4 separate regions of the Mus musculus genome follow, and all the other regions are linked to region 3. Evidence: chromatin contacts called from public promoter capture Hi-C data. All regions are on one chromosome and are shown on one strand. Each heading gives the region's core, a stretch centred on a gene start, on an enhancer-like site or on the middle of the called end of the contact. The rest is flanking DNA. Distances are from core to core; before and after follow the strand shown.

The links. Promoter capture Hi-C pulls out the DNA fragments that hold promoters and counts their contacts.
Region 1: a contact with region 3 is called in a promoter capture Hi-C map of pre-B cells. The contact joins the promoter of Prmt6 here to the promoter of Prpf38b in region 3. A contact is called at or near these places in 3 of 39 promoter capture datasets (the C10 cell line, liver and pre-B cells) and 1 of 115 datasets of contacts at active chromatin or transcription factors (embryonic stem cells).
Region 2: a contact with region 3 is called in a promoter capture Hi-C map of liver, with 2.9 times the contacts expected there. The contact joins the promoter of Cym here to the promoter of Prpf38b in region 3. A contact is called at or near these places in 1 of 39 promoter capture datasets (liver) and 1 of 484 Hi-C or Micro-C datasets (B cells).
Region 4: a contact with region 3 is called in a promoter capture Hi-C map of pre-B cells. The contact joins the promoter of Strip1 here to the promoter of Prpf38b in region 3. A contact is called at or near these places in 3 of 39 promoter capture datasets (cranial neural crest, liver and pre-B cells).

What each region holds. Positions count from the first base shown.
Region 1 is chr3:110,249,543-110,252,538 of GRCm38.p6, forward strand. It overlaps Prmt6 (protein arginine N-methyltransferase 6), which reads right to left and starts at 1,457. Exons shown (of 1, transcript NM_178891.5): 1 at 1-1,457. The coding sequence starts at 1,429. The coding sequence ends at 293.
Region 2 is chr3:107,220,176-107,223,045 of GRCm38.p6, forward strand. It overlaps Cym (chymosin), which reads right to left and starts at 1,557. Exons shown (of 9, transcript NM_001111143.1): 1 at 1,470-1,557. The coding sequence starts at 1,531.
Region 3 is chr3:108,910,199-108,913,021 of GRCm38.p6, forward strand. Prpf38b (PRP38 pre-mRNA processing factor 38 (yeast) domain containing B) reads right to left here and starts at 1,531. Exons shown (of 6, transcript NM_025845.3): 1 at 966-1,531. The coding sequence starts at 1,244.
Region 4 is chr3:107,630,364-107,633,169 of GRCm38.p6, forward strand. It overlaps Strip1 (striatin interacting protein 1), which reads right to left and starts at 1,347. Exons shown (of 21, transcript NM_153563.2): 1 at 1,138-1,347. The coding sequence starts at 1,317. Gm10961 (a long non-coding RNA gene) reads left to right here and starts at 1,238. Exons shown (of 3, transcript XR_375960.3): 1 at 1,238-1,639; 2 at 2,564-2,806.

The DNA.
Region 1 (2,996 bases), core at 207-2,706, 1.3 Mb after region 3:
AGATCACATTTATTGCCCCCCCCCCAACCCCGGCAGTTAAACAAAAGAAACAGAAATACAAGAGTTTCTTTATACTACATGCTTTCCAGGTTTAAAAGCCCGTTAGTAAGCACACTGCATCAGTCCTTGGTCAGGGATGCTCACTTTTAAAATAAACACTGCCAGAAGAATGTCCTCAAATGAAGACTGGAGCGGTGAGGTAAAAGAGACAGCTATGTCCCCAACTTGCATAGGCGATCTCCCTTTCTCTTCGGACCTTCCGAAGAAGGTGGAGGGGGAGAAAAGGCAACGCTCAGTCCTCCATGGCAAAGTCTTTGGTCTTTTCCTCATGGTCTCCCACTTTGTAGCGCAGAAGTATGCGCAGACGCCGGGGGTTGTCCGGGGAGGGCAGCAGGGTGATCTCTCCGGAAATGTCCGTATCTTGTTCCACCGGCACCGGCTCGTTCAAGTAGAGGAGCGCCTGCTTCCAGTGGGTGGCCGGGTGAAAAGGCGAGGTGGACAGCACCAGAGGTTTCTCCGAGTCCCCTCCGGGAAAGGTCACTTGAAACCAGACGGCGAAACCATGTAGAGGCGCGGAACCATAGCAGCTGCAGCGGAAGCGCCCGCCCACACCAGCCTCCAGCTCCTGCTCCAGGCCGGCTCGGGCCAGCTCGAGCTGGGCAAAGCGCTGCGGCCGGGCCAGCACGTCCTCTCCGGACAGATCCTGCACCACGATCTCCGAATGGCCCATGAGGCAGCGCGTGGCGAAGCTCTCCATGCAGCTCATATCCACGCCATAGTGCTGCTTCACCTGGCTCCAGAAACCCAGACGCCACTCGAGCATCTGGTCGCTAATCGGGGCCACGAAGAGCTCCGCGGAAGCTGGCAGGAGGAGACCGCCCTCCTTCAGCCATTTGGTCCGCGCGTGGAGCACGGAGCTCAGCATGGACTCGTGCAGAAGTCCGTAGCCCATCCACTCGCTGACGATGGCGTCCACTCGCTCCGGCAGCTCCACGGTCTCCACCGGGCCCGGCAGGACGTGCACGCGGTCCTCCAACCCGTTGAGCCGCACCACCTCCCGGGCCTGTTGCCAGATGGCGCTGGCCTCCACCGCGTACACGCGCCGTGCCCCGGCCTGGGCACAGAAGATGCTGAGAATGCCGGTGCCCGCGCCCACGTCCAGCACCGTCTTGCCTCGCAGCGCGGCCCAGTTCTTCAGGATGCCTAAGCGGTAGGCTTCGGTGCGGACCTGGTCGGCGATCATCTCCTCGTGGACCGAGACGTCGGAGTAGCACTCGTAGTACAGCTGGTCCCGCTCGCTCTTGGTCCTCCGGGGTCGTGGCGGGGCCGCCTCCTGCTCCCCGCCATTTTCCTCCTCGGCTCCCTCCCCTCCGGCGCCGGCGCCTCCGCTGTCCCCCGACTCAAGCTTTCTTTTCTTGCTCAGCGACATCTTGGCCCCGGCAGCCGACCCCCAGCATTCGTTGCGCGGTGCGGTGCGCAGGCTCAGAGTCCCCGGGGCCTGCTGGGATTCGTAGTCCGCTTCCTGCATCCCGCTTCCTGAGGGCAGAGGCTCAACCAGAGTCAATCTTGGCACACCGTTATTTTCCTCTAACGCCATGACAAGTTGTTCTCTAAGACCACACTATTTTCCCGAGATCCTTTCAGTTTTTGCCCTTTCCTTTTACCCCTTGTCAGGGTTCTCTAGAGTCACAGAACGTATGGGTAGCCTCTGTAGAGTAAGAGAATTTGTTGATGACTTACAATCTGTAGTCCCCAAAGATGGTCAGCAGCAGCTGTGAATGAAAATCCAAGGATCTAGCAGCTGCTCAGTCCCACACGGCGTCCTGGCAGAAAAAGTGAGTTTTCCTTCTTCCAGTGACCTTATGTAGGCCTCCCGCAGGTGTGTCCCAGAATAAAGGTGTGTATCACCACTTCCGGATCTGGGACTTCCTTTTCCCAGGCTGACCTTGAGCTTTTGTCTCAAGTTTCCTGGGATTAAAGGCATGTACTACCTTGCCTGAGGCTAAACTTTTCATGGCCATATGCCTCAAGATCTTCCTGCCAAGGCCGGGCGTGGTGGCTCACGCCTTTAAACCCAACACTTGGGAGGCAGAGGCAGGCGAATTTCTGAGTTCGAGGCCAGCCTGGTCTACAGAGTGAGTTCTAATACAGCCAAGGCTACACAGAGAAACCCTGCCTCAAAGAAAAAATAAACAAACAAAAAAACCTCCACTCGGTTCAAGTCAGAAACCTGTGTCTTTCAGCCTCAAGATCACAGGTGAGTGAGCCTTCCAATTCTGGACTGTAGTTCACTCCAGATATAGTCTAGTTGATGATAGCCAGGAATAGTCACTACACTCATTTTTACACATTCTTGATGTAGGCACACCACTTACAGCTACAAGTCTATGTTTCCCTCACAGGACCTCCCCCGCCCCCCACTACTGAATTATGTGGCACAGTTCTTGTCCCTTCTCTGACAGTTGTAACTCACCAAACTCTCTGTTCTAACCAGAGTTAGGATACAAAGAATATGTATGACGCAAAGTGAAAACCAAATAATACAAGATCTTGATTCTGAGTCCAAAGTGATCCCTGAGGTACGTTAAGCTCCAGGGCAAATACTGAAGAAGTGCTGTGGCCATGAAATGTATCAGCCACCACTGTGTCTCTGGAGAATAGTTTACTTGGTCTTGAGTCCTGTTCTGAAACTTCTGTAGTTCAAACTAAAGAACAATTAACATCAAGGGTATGATATTCTCAAACCCATTTCCAGTGTCTTTGGTGACCAGCTTATATATACACATACATACACTTAAATCTATGTATCTGTGTAAAAACACTTGCTTGGAGAAATGGTGAAACTCATCTCTTTTGACTTCTTTTCCAATGCAATTCACTTTTAAAAAAAATTCTGCTATATCTCCTTTTAAAGCCAGAATTGATACCCACAGGCTCAGTTATTTTATTTTTTCTGTTAGTCAAAAAGAAGCTTGGTTAACAATAAATTAATCTCT
Region 2 (2,870 bases), core at 307-2,806, 1.7 Mb before region 3:
GACCTGTCTATGCAGAGACAGTGATGTCTCCTACACAGTGGTACCTGCTTCCGGCAGTGATACCACCTTTTGCCAATTGCTTTTCTCTGAGTAGTGTTTTCACTAAAGTGGCTGGAAATTCTTCAGGACTTCCTCAGCATGAGCAGGACACCAAACTGGACCTCTTGGCCCAGCTTAGGTTTGGGATAATAAAGGCAATTCAACTGGGGAAGAAAAGATCAAGAGAGAAAACTGCAGGAAAAAAAAAAAAAAAAAAACAGTTCTCGACCTGGCTCTGCTGTGTTCCTTGGCAACGTGAAATCTGCCACAGTGCCCTGAGCTCCCCCAGGAGATTCTCCAAGTCCTCTGCACATCCAGTGGGAGGCTGCTGGGGCCCTGGGATCTTCACTTTAGGGGATTTAATGCCTTTATCTTCAGTTTCTTCTTATACAATAGGGCTAATCCTTCCTTTCCAACACTGTTTTATTCTGTACTTGACCATTTAACCATTTTCTCTCCCCATAGATTAAAGTAGAACTTTGTGCATCTCACAGTCCCTAAAACTTCTAGCAATCATATCGTTTTCTCTAAGAGCTAGTTGAAAAGACAACTTGAGATTACAGAAGTATAGGTGCCATATAGCGGCTTCAGGAACCTCTTCTTCCAGAGGAAAGCCAGCTATAATCAGAATGCAGCTGCTACCTCATGTCAAAAGGCCACCCTTGTCTGGAATTCACCCCAGGATCCTCATCTCCGGTTCTGTCTCTTATCTAGCTGCCATCACACCTTGGACTTGAGAAAAATTCATTGCCAGAGAGCCCTCACTAGCAAAGATACTCAGCCTCTTTTCAAGGATCCAATCCAAGAAGGTATGCAGTCTTTTCTGTGTTCAGGCCTTGGCAGAACACACACATGAGCACCTGAAATGGGGATGGGGGCAGCAAGAGTGCAAGTCCAGCCAGGCTGAGCCCTGGAACCTCCAGCGCTAGCCACATGGTGTTGGGTAGCACAGAGACTCTCCCTGAACAATGCTCTCAGCTGTAAAGTGCAAATCATCTAACCCACGGCCTGAGAGGTGATGCCCTAGTTATTTTTAGAGAACCTTCAGACCTCTCTAAAGGAGTTCTTACACCAGGAAACCTAGTTTAATGAGCGCGCATATAGATTTCACAGTAGGTCTAGTACTCTTTGAAGCATTTTACAAATATTAACTCACGCAGTCTCATAACAACCCTAAAAGATGGGCATTGTGAAGACCCTAGTTTCACAGCAGATGAGGAAACTAAGGGTGATAGAGCTGGGACCGAGCACTGAGTAGTTTTGTTTTTCTTTCTAGAAACTATGCTTTCCTATCCCCCAGGCTTCTTGCCTGGCTCCCTCTCCTCGGGGTCACACTCAGTGTGTAAAGACAAGAGTGAAAGCAAATTCCCCTGGAGTCTGAGGGCCGGAAGAGCAACAGTCCCCCTGCCCACCCAGGGTCCAACATTCACCTGGTGACCACATGGCTCTGGGAGATGGCGAGAGCAGCGAGGAGCAGCACAAAGCGCCTCATTCTGGATCACAGGAAATGGCCTCTCTAGCTAGTACCCATCCTCTCGGCCTTTATAGAGCGGGGCTCCTTCTGGCTGGATGCCCAAACTTCAGAGGCACCCGAAACTTCAGACCACTTCACAAACATAGTGAGATAGCACCTTCACTACCCAAGACCCACACTGATAAGAACTACAAAGTCTACCATTCTAAAGACTTCAACGTTGAAGGGTACACAGGCCTTCAAGCTGGGAAAAGTCAACACGGGCCCCTTTACCCCAAATCCCCCTCTAAACGGGACCTCTGAGCTAACGCAGGTGGGGCTGCTACCAGGAGGAAGGGAGGCTGAGATTGCATGTAGAAGGCCCACTCGGGTGTACAGGGAGAACACACATACAAATATGTTGAGTGTTCTATTGGAGACAAGGTCAGAAGCCAGATAGTTGTGCCTTCTGGCCTAAGAGAGATTTGAGACAGGAAAGACCCTAAAGCCTGTATCTGTAACTGTATCTGTGGAGACAATTATGTACCAGGCCTATGAACTGGAAAATCAGGATGAAGCCAGGAGAAGTTGGGCAAATTGGAAGGCAGGAGGTTCAGGAGTATGATATACAAGAGAACATGGTAACAGCTTCCTGCTGTTAGCAGGACAAACATCTGCACAGAGAGGAAGGCCTGGCAAGGGCAGGGAGTGGGGACAGGGCAGGATGCAACAGCTGAAGCCAGGTGGGGGATCCGGATACATCAGCCATTCTGAAAGAAGTGTCAACTGAAATTTCACACATTTGTCTTATGGGGGCTATAAGAGTTCCCCAAGAGGCCAGGCACAGGAGTATTTGAACAGACTTAAGGACAGGAGTCAGGCCTGATCCCTACCATGGCAATGCCCTCCTTTGTGGACATCTCTTCACGAAACCACCAGGTGTGTCCTCAGACTGCCAGGAGACTGCTGCTTCTCAGGCTCCTGAGAGGTGGCCACAGGACACGCAGCTGCCATTCCACACCTTCTACTCCCAAAGTCAGAGAAGTAAGGGGCAAAATCAATACTAAGTGGTGAAGCTTATTTCTTGTTTTCTTCACTTAACAGTGCCGCTCTGATGGGCCAGGGCCCAGAGACCCAGTAGCAGTTGATGACCCTGCGTCTGGACTGTATCTCCATCCATACTTTAGCACTGAGAAAGATGTACAAGAGGTACTCAGGGGATGTTTGAATAAGCAGGTGTGTGACTGAGTGTTCTTGTCATTGCCTCTGATAAGCATCAGAAAGTAGCTGGTGACACCTGTGTGACATGCTGCAGATGAGGAGACAGAGGTTCAGAGAGTCCTGTTATAGTAGCCTGGCATTGTCTCAAGTACCTTGA
Region 3 (2,823 bases), core at 281-2,780:
TAATTTGTAGGGAAGTGGAGACTCTAGTTAGTGAGACCAAAATCAATGGCCCAACACCAAACCGGTAAAAATAAACCTAATTAGCCATTCATTTAACCAGGGAAATGCATTTATTGGCGATTGAGCATGATTAATAGTGCATACCTCTACCTGCGACCCTGGGCTGCTCCGAGCCTCGCTGCAAGACTGAGTCAATCCTGCTAACGAAACAAGAACTGAGACAAGAGTGCAGTGAGGAGGCGCCAGGTGAGCTCCCCAGCACAGCCAAGCCAGCACCGACCCTGCCGCAGAAAGAAGCCCAGGGCCCAGAGCATTCTAATTATGCCCAACGCACAGGTGGCTGACACCTTCGACTCCTGACTTCCTGCTGGGAAAAATTTCCAGGCCTTCTGTACACCTCTTTTGCCCTGGCACTCCACGCCACCCTCAACCCTCCCGGCCCACCCGACACACTCACTGGCCAATTTCTGTCGGGATTGGAGAGCTTAACGAAGAGCACGAGGCCGACATTGAAGTAATTACTTCAGTAATTCCGCTGGCCCGGGGGGCAGCGGCAGAAGCACCGAGTTAGTGCTTAGTCGACACAGGTAAAAAGGAGTCATTTTTTTAAAAAATGGTGAACTTGGACAGGCTTCTGGTATTACTTTTCTCCTCTCCCCTAGAGTTCTTGCCCAACAGCTCCCTAGGGATAGGCAGGAGGTTGGGGTAGGTTAAAGATCGATTGTGGCGGGCTCGCCCGGCTATTAAAACAAAACAAAAAAAACAAAACCTGAAAAGGAAAAAAAGAGGGCGGCCCTAGCCCGACCCGTCCCAAACCAGCCCCAAGCTTCACTTCTCCCTCCGCCAACTTTCCCCCTCCCCCAAATCCGCGGGTCTCAGGAGGGAGGGAAAGGGGGTGCATCCACGGTATCCGACACCCCGCTCTGGCGAACTTACCCCCGACACGCGGCCTAGAGGATGCGTACCTTAAAGTAGATCTCGTCCACCACCTCGTGGTAGGTCTTGAGCTCGTAGAGCTGCACTTTGAAGTAAGGCGACGACAGGATGTTGGTGAGGATCATGGGGTTGAGGTTCATGGTCTTCTCGTTGCCCCACAGCGGCAGCACATTGCCCTGCTTGCCCGACACCGCCGGCTTGGTGGCGCCGCCGCCGCCGCCACATTGCTGCTGCTGCTGGGTCACGGCCGCGGCCGCCTGGTGCTGCGGTTGCGAGTTGCCGGTCAGCGCGGGGCTGTTGTTGGCCATGGTGCCGCGGCAGGAAGGAAGGAGGGCGGGCGGGAGGAGGGAGGCCAAGCTCGATCGCGCTCTTCGGGACAACGGTCCCGGACCTACTCCATGGAAGGCCGTCGGGGCAAGGAGCCCGCCGCGTTGTGCCCCAGCCGAGCGGGAAACTGCAACTGGGACGCCGACACACGGGAGCCCGGGCCCGAGACGGACGCCAAAAACGAGGCGGGGAGAACTCCGGACGCAAAGCAGAACGGGCAGCAGAGGAGCTCGATCTCTTCCGCCAACTGCCCCTGGGAACAAGATGGCGGGGCCAGCGGAAGTGACGCCATACGCCCGGGCGTTCGAGCTAAGGCCGTGGCCAATCAGAGCCGCCCGTGTGTGCAGGCTATTCCTCTTCCTGGTTGCGCGAGGTCGTTGCGTGTTGGCTCGGCTCCGGTGGTCTGTGTGCCGGGCTGGTGGCTTCCTCCTGGGACTTTGGCCCAGGGGGAAGGGGGTCTGGACACAGTTGCTATGTTTTAGAGTTTGCATCCGTTGCTTGATTTTTCTCGAGGCAGGAAGAGGGTCTCGTGACACTTGTGTTCTGGACGGATGCGTGACTGCTCCTGCGGAGCGGTCGAAGTCTCATGAGTTAATTTTGTTAGATTCTCCAGAAAGGACTAGAGTCAGGGAATTGACTCCGATAGAGTCCTTGAGGCTTTCGCAGAGGTAATAGTGTCCTACCGGAAGTCGTAGACGGCCCCAAATTTTTTTTCTCCTAAGATTAGGATAATATTTTAACTGGGTTGTGAGCTTTAAAGAAAGTACTCTCAACTGGGTGTGGTGGCGCCCGCTTTATTTCCAGTGCTGGGGAGGAAGGGGCAGACGGGTCTGTGATTCTGAAGCCAAGTTCCATAGACATCCAATCTCAAAATAACAAAAAACATAAAATCTGCTACCCTACGTGGAGTGCTTCCATTGACTCACCTTTTTTTTTTTTTTTTTTTTTTTTTTAATTTTCAATTAGGGTCTCACACTATAGCTGAGGCTAGCATGTAGCTCAGGCTGGCCTCAAACACAAGACAATCTTTACGCCACAGCCTTCGAGATACTGGGATTTTGGGTCCTGAGCTACCACATGTAGTGAGATGCTAGTTCTATGGTACCGCTGCACTGGGCTAGGCCTTAGAAAAGGGAGTGAGGAATGGAGATGGAGAAAAGGTGGGAAAGTAATCAGGGTATCTGTTCTCAAAGGTACTAATAATTTAAGATTAATAGTGTTTGAGAGTTAAGAGGCTGCTGGAGCCTTTGACCATCATCTACTATTTACCATCTAATAAGCCTGATTTGAGCAAAGAATGGCTTAAGCATAGAAAGCAAAATCAGGCTTAGAGATGGAAAATAGCACAGTTGGCAAGAAGCTGGGAGCTGTGCTTCGTGGGGAGTAGTGGCAATAAAATGTCTGTAATGTGTGGATGAAACATTAGGAACTTAATGCTTACCAAAGGCTACCCCACATCCTTATAGTGTGTGTGTATTTAAATCAGGCTAGGTTGGTTTTGATGGCTACGTCTGAAAGGAAATTTACATTCCAGAGACTGAGGCAGAACAATCAAGAGGC
Region 4 (2,806 bases), core at 97-2,596, 1.3 Mb before region 3:
TTAACTTCCATACTCCTTCGTACTTAAGAGATCACTGAGAAGTAGCCACTGATCACCCATCATTCCACAACAAAAGGCTCCTAAAAGGTCCATCTTTTTCAAAAAAGCCACTCTAAACTCATCCTCTCAACTCTGGGCTTGTTCCTTTGTGACATAAGTTATCAGAATTTGAGCCTGCGACAACAACAAAATGTTTGGAGGGAACTGATTTCTTAGGCTTAAAGACACTATCTTTAGTATCTGGTACTAGCTGAAGCATCAAATTTGAATTTGAGGAATTCCCTCTCGGTAAGTGCCTGGCTGTTCATCACACTGGAAGTTGTCTCAGGTGGAGGAGATTGCGTAGTAAGCGCTCTGGGAATGAATGTGCTGATGAGGAAGCCCTGAAATGCTGCGACGAGACGGGTGTGTGTTCATTCATGAATTCTGCAAACGGAAGCAGTGGGAGGAATTTTAACTTGGGGCGAGGTGAATAGCTCCAGACAGCGCGGGCAAAGGGAATCGCAGCTCACTAGCAAGGAGGAGAATCCGGCGCCCTTTGTGTACTTCTGATCCCTTCACAGCTCAGCAACTGGGCTCACTGGGCATGCAAAAATACTTGGCAATGTCTGGCCGCGGTTTGATCCAGCGCTGACTAAAATTCGGAGGGAAGCCACAATGTGCTCTCTCTGCTACTCACACAACCTGGGGCCGGCCAAGCAGCACTAGAGAGAGAAGCCCTGTTCTAAGCGCCCGCTAAACTCTCCTGGGTCCCTTCGCTGCCAACTGGCGTGGCCCACCACCCTGCTAAGATCAGAGGCCGGAAAGGATGAGGGGCTAACCAGCCAGCAGACCACCGATTTTGCACCCCAGGAGGGCTGTGCCTCAGGCCACGCCCCCGGGGGCGACCGGCCATCCCCGGCTCGGGGACCTTCTTCCCCCGGCCGCAGCAGAGTTGGTGACAGGGCTCCGGGCTTTCCTCCCCGGGGCTGTGGCGGCTGCCAGCCTAGCTAACTGCACGGTTCCCGGTAAAGTGACAGCTCCCAGGGTCCCTGTCAAGCCGTCGGGAAGCCCGGCTGGGCCCGGATGCCGCCCCGGTCTCCCGGGACCCCCTCTGTCACCCGCCCGGTGCCAGCCTCGCCCCCCTGCAGCTCTGACCTCCGAGTCTTTGCGCTGGTTGCGGTTGAACTCGCGGGCTTTGCCCCCCGGCAGGAGGCCTCCGGCGGCCCTCGGCGCCCCAGGAGGAGGCTGCGCGGTGGCAGGCGGCGGAGGAGGTGGCGGCTGCGGCTGCTTGTTGTTCACAATCAGAGGGCCGGGACCGGCGGCTGCCGGCTCCATCTTGGCTGCTCCACACCCCCGGCTCAATTCGCGGACGGCCTCCCGTCAGGCAACTCTCGCGTGATTTCCTCCAGGAAATTTCCCCAATCGCCATATTCAGTGTGGCTGCGTGTGTCGAAAGCCGCAACTGCCAATCACCTCCCAAGGTCTTTCCTGGCTTTGTCATTTAGTTTCCCCTCCCTCCTTCCCGTGGAACTAAGCCGGAGACGTGCGGCTGGGCTCGCAGGAATCCCTTTAGATGTCTTTTTTATCCATGAGACTTAACACTTTAATTCGTTGTCTATCATCGCTTTGCCTGTCTTTAGAGCCCTCCCTGTTCAAGGTGAGGCAGGATGAAAGGGGAAATTAGGGAGACATCATTAAAGAAAGCAATTCCTGACTCATGGGTCTAGTTGACACGTTTTCCTAGCAAAGAATTTCTGTACAATTAACAACTGGTTGTGGCTTTTCTCTAACCTTCCAGCTGAAAAACCTCCAAGTCAGTAGGACTCTGTAAGAAACACCTTGTGCAACCCTGGGGACTCCTGGTTTTACTTATCAGATTATAACTCCATCCAAGACACCTCTGGAGCCACGTTAATAATCTCACTTATCAAAACAGGGGAAAAAGCCGGGCGTTGGTGGCGCACGCCTTTAATCCCAGCACTTGGGAGTCAGAGGCAGGCAGATTTCTGAGTTCGAGGCCAGCCTGGTTTACAAAGTGAGTTCCGGGACAGCCAGGACTATACAGAGAAACCCTGTCTTGAACTTGAAGTGAAGAGAGACAGAGAGAGAGAGAGACAGAGAAAGAGAGAGAGAGAGAGAGAGAGAGAGAGAGAGAGAGAGAGAGAGAGAGAGAGAGAGAGACTCTTGGGGGCTAAGGATAACAGTATGAAGTTGTATCTGTCCTCAAGCCACTGACAAATACTTTTAAGGATATAATAATGAACAAAAATAGGATTCTAGTCTTCGTGGAGTTTACATTCACATGGGGGAGATAAACAAATGAATAAATAAAACTGAAATTGAAAATATAACAGAGAAATCATGGGGAAATGAGGGTGTGTTTAATAATCCCTTAGAAGTGGCTCTTGCTTTTCTGCCTTCATTTTGTAGCTGTCTCGTTTACTCTGAATTACCTGCTCACATCTGTATTGACTCAAAGAGCAATCATCCAAAAATGGTGGCCTCTCACCTCATTCTCCGTCACGTCTGAGTGCCAAACACATAGGAGTAACCAAGATGGTTTTAATGTTACTTTTTACAGTGTCCTCCTCCAGAAACCTCCCTCCCCAAGAAGCAGGTACAAGACTCTTGGTCACTGGCCTCAACCCTCTAGACATCAGGAGTGGCAAAGCCTCACAGAACACAGCATCCCCGGATGACGAACAGCTCTTTCTATCATGGCCTGTGCACCCTGGAGGAGAAAGAATCAACTCCTGAGAACCAGCTTGTCCCTTAAGTAAAAAGGACTTCTACCATCTCATAGAACCAACACTGAGAGGATGAT